Linked DNA regions of Sus scrofa: region 1 is linked to region 2. The links are chromatin contacts, called in public HiChIP or PLAC-seq maps. All regions are on one chromosome and are shown on one strand. The core of a region is the stretch at or near the end of the contact, and the rest is flanking DNA. Distances in the headings are between cores, read along the strand shown.

The links. HiChIP or PLAC-seq counts read pairs in DNA pulled down with a chosen protein or histone mark.
Region 1: a contact with region 2 is called in an H3K27ac HiChIP or PLAC-seq map of alveolar macrophages. The contact joins two enhancer-like sites. A contact is called at or near these places in 2 of 47 Hi-C or Micro-C datasets (epiblast stem cells and psoas muscle) and 2 of 2 datasets of contacts at active chromatin or transcription factors (alveolar macrophages and skeletal muscle).

The regions. Positions count from the first base shown.
Region 1 is chr3:17,273,823-17,276,522 of Sscrofa11.1, forward strand. No RefSeq gene overlaps it. Among named protein-coding and RNA genes, the nearest start is that of ITGAM, 3.0 kb to the left of the region's middle. Within about 2 kb of position 1,444, at least 9 of the 83 cell types and tissues checked have an H3K27ac peak or open chromatin away from gene starts, as enhancers often do. A contact at or near this core is called in alveolar macrophages, where this site is marked.
Region 2 is chr3:17,139,589-17,142,307 of Sscrofa11.1, forward strand. All of the region lies in intron 23 of ITGAD (integrin alpha-D), which reads right to left. Among named protein-coding and RNA genes, the nearest start is that of ITGAD, 29 kb to the right of the region's middle. Within about 2 kb of position 1,438, at least 3 of the 83 cell types and tissues checked have an H3K27ac peak or open chromatin away from gene starts, as enhancers often do. A contact at or near this core is called in alveolar macrophages, where this site is marked.

The DNA of each region.
Region 1 (2,700 bases), core at 194-2,693, 130 kb after region 2:
CTTAACCCACTGAGCAAGGCCAGGGACCAAACCCGCCACCTCATGGTTCCTAGTCGGATTCGTTAACCACTGAGCCACGGCGGGAACTCCTGTTCCAGGCTCTGAACTACACATGTGAACAAGAAAAGAAAAAAATCCCTACCCTCAGAGAGTTTATGTTCTCAGGGAATAATAGATTCTACCTCACTTAAGAGCTGGGATTGTGTCCTCTTCATGGTTCTGTCTCAGAGCCCAATACTGTCTTTAGCTGGAACTCAGTAAATGTTGTTTTGATGAGCCACATCACAATTTTGGTGGAGTTTTTTTGGACATTTGTGGTTGCCTCCTATCATCCAGTTTCCCCCTTTTCAGCAACTTTCAATTCCCATTTGAAAGACTCTGTGGTTTGGGGAAAACTGACTTCACGTCCCAGCTCCAAGGGTGGAGCAGGTGAACTAAACTAAGCCAATTGGTATATTCCATACCCTTGACTTCTGTGATTGGTTTCAGGATGGACATGCGACCTAACCCAGACCAATCAAAGTGGATCTAAGGAAGAAGATGCTTTTGTTCTTCCCAGTGTAACATGGAACTTGCTACCACTGCAGCCATTTCTGCTACTGTGAATAAAATCCACCTGATGATGAGCCAACATATCACAGACACAGGGCCGGATCCCTCTTGAAAATGTGAAGCTCTGATCAAACTACACCTGAAATCCTCTCTACTTGTTGACTTTCCAGTTGCATGAGTCAATGAATTCTTTTCATTGCTTAAGTCATTTTGAGTTGACTTTTCCATTTGCAACCAAAAGTATCCCAACTGATACAGAGATTTTAAGTTTTACACAGTGGAAGACTATCCAAGTGGATATATGACACAGTTTCCAAAAGACAGCCTAACACAAAATCGAAAGATGGAATATGTACAAATCAACATGAAGTAGAGCAAAGAGCCCAAAGAAAAAGGAGAGAATATCAGGGGGCTTATTTAGACACACAGGACAGCTCTTGCTGTCCAATATGAATAGGAAGAGACAGTTCAGGAGTTCTCCTGTGGCACAGTGGGTTAAGGATCCAGTGTTGTCACTGCAGGAGCTTGGGTCACTGCAGTGGCATGGGTTCAGTCCCTGGCACAGGAACTTCCATATGCCACAGGTGCAGCAAAAAAAGAAAAGAAAAGAAAGGAAAAAAAAAAAAAAAGAGTTCCCATTGTGGCTCAGTGGATTAAGAACCCAACTAGTATCCATGAGGCTGTGGCTTCAATCCCTGGCCTCGCTTAGGGGGTTAAGGGGCCATCTTTGCCGCAAGCTGCTGAGTAGATTGCAGATGTGTTTCAGATCCCGAGTTGCTGCTCCAATTTGACCCCTAGCCTGGGAACCTCCATGTGCCAGGGTGCCGTAGGGGCCCTCCCAGAACAAAGGGAAGGCAACGGGCACAATCATCAGCATCTTTGCATGCTTGCGCAACTTTGTGGCACTGTGACATAATCAGTATCCATGTGCAACTTTGTAGCATAGACCATCCAAGTAGAATTTACAGACTGTATGTTACCTTATAAGGAGAACAAAGGGGCCAAAGTGCCAAAGAAAAAATAACGGAGAGTATGTACGACAGCGCCCAGCTGCATTCAGGGCTCAGGCTTTGGATAGGAATCCACTGAGCCAGTGCCGACAAATAAACGCTGCTTCCTGGCAAAAAGGCCTCAGTGTCCTGTCTCCCTGTAGTAAGTCCTGCAACAATGGGTGTGGCCTTAAACAGAAAAAAAAAAAAAAATCTCCCACTAGAAGAAGAGGTAGAAAAAGGAAAGAGTGGTGAGAAGCGCCAAAGATATTACTGCAGGATGAGTCAAGCCCCTAGCTCTTTAGTTCGCATTGAAACCTTCTTTCCCTGGTCATAAATAGGCTAACGAAGCCTAGGTAAGATAGAGCAAGTGGTTCCCCAGTGGTTTTACTCTCAAAATTCTACTCTGCAGATAGACAAGTGCAAGAACCATTGCAACAGAAAACTGGAGCAATCGTGTGGCCAAAAAACTGAGTGTCAGGGCCATGGGTAGGGAAGGGAAGGAGGCTGGATCTTGACAGTGTCTAAAAAAGAGGAACATCTGGTTTTAGACACTTCCTGCTCACTGAGAGCAAGAGGAAGTGTGATTTAAAAGGGGAGGTGGGCAACTAGCAGTGGGAATAGAAAAGCCATGACCGAGGAGTCTACTTCTAGAATCTTTTTCCCCTCTTTGGAAATGCAGAAGTTCTCAGGTCAGAGGTTGATCTCTACCACAGCAGTGACCCAAACCACAGCAGTGACAATACCTGATCCTTAACCCACTGAGCCACCTGGGAACTCCTCCAGAATCTTGATAAGGAAAGTTATTGGGGAAGGGGCAGCAGAGAGTTAGGAAGGCCTCAGAGGTAAAGCGTTGAGTCTAGAAACAAGCTGGTATTTGAGAAAAGGTTGGAATCATGTCCAGTTAGAACAACATAGGTGGATCTTGGAAACAGTCAGAAAGCAGAAATGGGGAACAAATTCAAATTCAGTTCTAGATATGGGATTTTAAGTGATTGATCTGAACAAGACAACTATGGTGGCATTAATAGATATATGTGGAAGATTAACGTTCAGAAATAGGATATACTTTTTTGGGTTTTTTTAATTAAAGCATGGTTGATTTACAGTGTTGTGCCAATTTCTGCTATACAGCAAAGTGACTGAATACATATATATA
Region 2 (2,719 bases), core at 188-2,687:
GCTTCAATCCTGCCATTGCTGTGGCTGTATCGTAGGCCTGTTTGACTCCTAGTCTGGGAACCTCCATACACTGCACGTTCAGCCCTAAAAAAAAAAAAAAAAAAAATTTCCCATAGAAGAAAGGCCTTCCCTGTGCTTTCTCTAGTAGACCTCCCATCATGCTTGCAGGGGCAGCTGCCAGAGCAGATAAACCTAAGGGCACTTGAAGGAAGCACAGCCTGGAACACTCAGTAAAAGATGGGGTGCAAGCCCTCCCATGATGGGGTAAAGAAAATAGACGTGGCTATCCTGGGGCAGTTAAGTAGATGTGAGGGAAGATGGTGTGTGAACATAAGCCCATGGAGTGGACATAAATGTTCCAGGCTGCAGGTGGCTTCCTGTCCATCCATCCATCCACCCAGGGCCTCCTTCAGTAAACATTTACCATGTCCCAGGCCGTGTGCTTGACCCCACTCTTAACAAGCTATCATCCCTCCCTTCCCAGAGCTTAACACCTAAGGGCTCAGAGAATTCAGGCAAACAGGCAGAGGGACCTGCATGTTTCACCAGTAACCAGCGTCTAGAAGCCAGGCCAGCCCCCAAAGCAGCCCACCCCCTGACTTTTCCCAGGCTTGTGACTATCAGCTTGATGATTGAGTGTGTGGGCTCTGGAGTCAGACCACCTGGGCTCCCACCTCAGGTACGCGAGTAACTTAAGGCACATTCCTTAACCTCCCTGGACCCCAGTAGTTTTTCCCTCTTGAAAATGGAGAAGCTAATAAGAGTGCCTGTAAGAGACTTTTCTTTTCCTTTCTTTTTAAGCTTCATAGGGCCGAACCTGCAACATATGGAAGTTTCCAGGCTAGGGGTCGAATCAGAGCTCACATCAACACCAGATTCGAGCCGCACCTGCAGCCTACACCACACTTTGTGGCAACGTCACCGAGTGAGGCCAGGAATCAAACCTGCATCCTCATGGATACTAGTCGGGTCCTTAACCTGCAGAGCCACAGTGGGAACTCCATGCACTGGACTTGTGATGAGGTTTGTAGCAGTGCCAAGAATGTTAAAATCTATTTTTTCTTAGTGTGCTAGCCTTCCTCTTTGCTCCCTATTCCACCCTTTTCTCTCTCTGCTTCAGTTTTCTCACCTTAACATCTTCCAGTTCTAAACCTCTTTTCAAATTTGAGTAAATCCCTCCGCTTCGCCATTCCTTGGAGAGACATGTCATCTATGGCCATGGGCACAGCTCTGGAGCCGGACCATCTGGGTCTGATTCCTGGTCCTGTCACTTACCAGCTGAATGACAGAGGTTAAGTCATTCAACCTCTGGACTTTCTGTGTTGGCGAAAAGGGCTAGAACAATAACTGTAAGAGCTAACAGGAGGGGTAAATGAATGCAAATACATGTAAAGTACTTAAAATGATGCCTGGCCTATCATAAGTACGTGGAACTGGAAGCTAATGAGTTTCAGTGTTTTCCCATGGACAAAAGGGGAAATTCACATGTGGAGTTTGGAAGGGCAATGACCTGTGACCCCCTTCTCTAGTTCCCTAAAAATTGGCACATCAGCAGCAAACTCTGACCCATGAAAATACATATACATATATATTTGTTTGTTTTTTCAGGACTGCACCCATAGCGTATGGAAGTTCCCACACTAGGGGTCCAATCAGAGCTGTAGATCTGAGCCTTGTCTGTGACCTACACCACAGCTCACAGCAACGCTGGATCCTTAACCCACTGAGCGAGGCCTGGGATTGAACCCACATCCTCATGGATACGGTCGGGTTCACTACCACTGAGCCACGATGGGAACACCCTACGACAATATTTTAAGCTTTCCGATCAACTCTAAAACCTCTGGGAAACAGCCAGGTGGGTGGGGCTTCTTGTGTGTCCCCATCCTGGCCCGCCCCACTCCCTCCCCCACCTCCAGGACCCAGCGCACAGCCCTCCCCTCCCCTTTCCTGTGGCTTGCCTAGGCCTTGCCAGCAGTTTCTCACATTTCTGCTCTCCTCTGAGTTTTGTGAAAACCTGACCTTTTCCCTGCTCTGTGTGGTGACAGACCATATCCTGCTGGGGACAAACTCAACCACTACAAAGTGCTCAGAAAAGCCTCAGTCTTATTAATCTAATAATTTCAATTCAGCACATTCGTGTTTAGCACAAAGGACAGCATTGGCTTCATGTTAAAGGGAGCCTGCATCTTGGAGAGAGAGGAGGGGATGCTGGGTGGTGGCAAGATATATGTGTCCCACTAGCAGGGCGCTTCATCAGAGAAGGACCAGGAGTTATGGGGTATGGTATTATGGCATAAATGTGTGGTTGCTCACAAGAATTCCCATGTGGTTGCAACAGAAGAAAGGCTGGGGGAAAAATGTAATTGTAATGTATACATGTAAGGATAACCTGACCCCCTTGCTGTACAGTGGGGAAAAAAAAAAAAAAAAAAGAATTCCCATGTGAGGGTGGAAATGTAAATTGATACAACCACTATGGAGAACAGTATGGAGGTTCCTCAGAACACTCAATATAGAACTACTGTATGATCAGCATTCCCACTCCTGAGCATGTATCTAGACGAAACTACAATTCAAAAAGATGCATGCACCTGTATGTTCCAAGCAGCACTATTCACAATAGCCAAGACTCAGACTTCCCATGTGGCTCACAACACAACAGCCAAGACATGGAAACAACCAACAGATGAATGGATTAAGAAGATGTGGTCATATA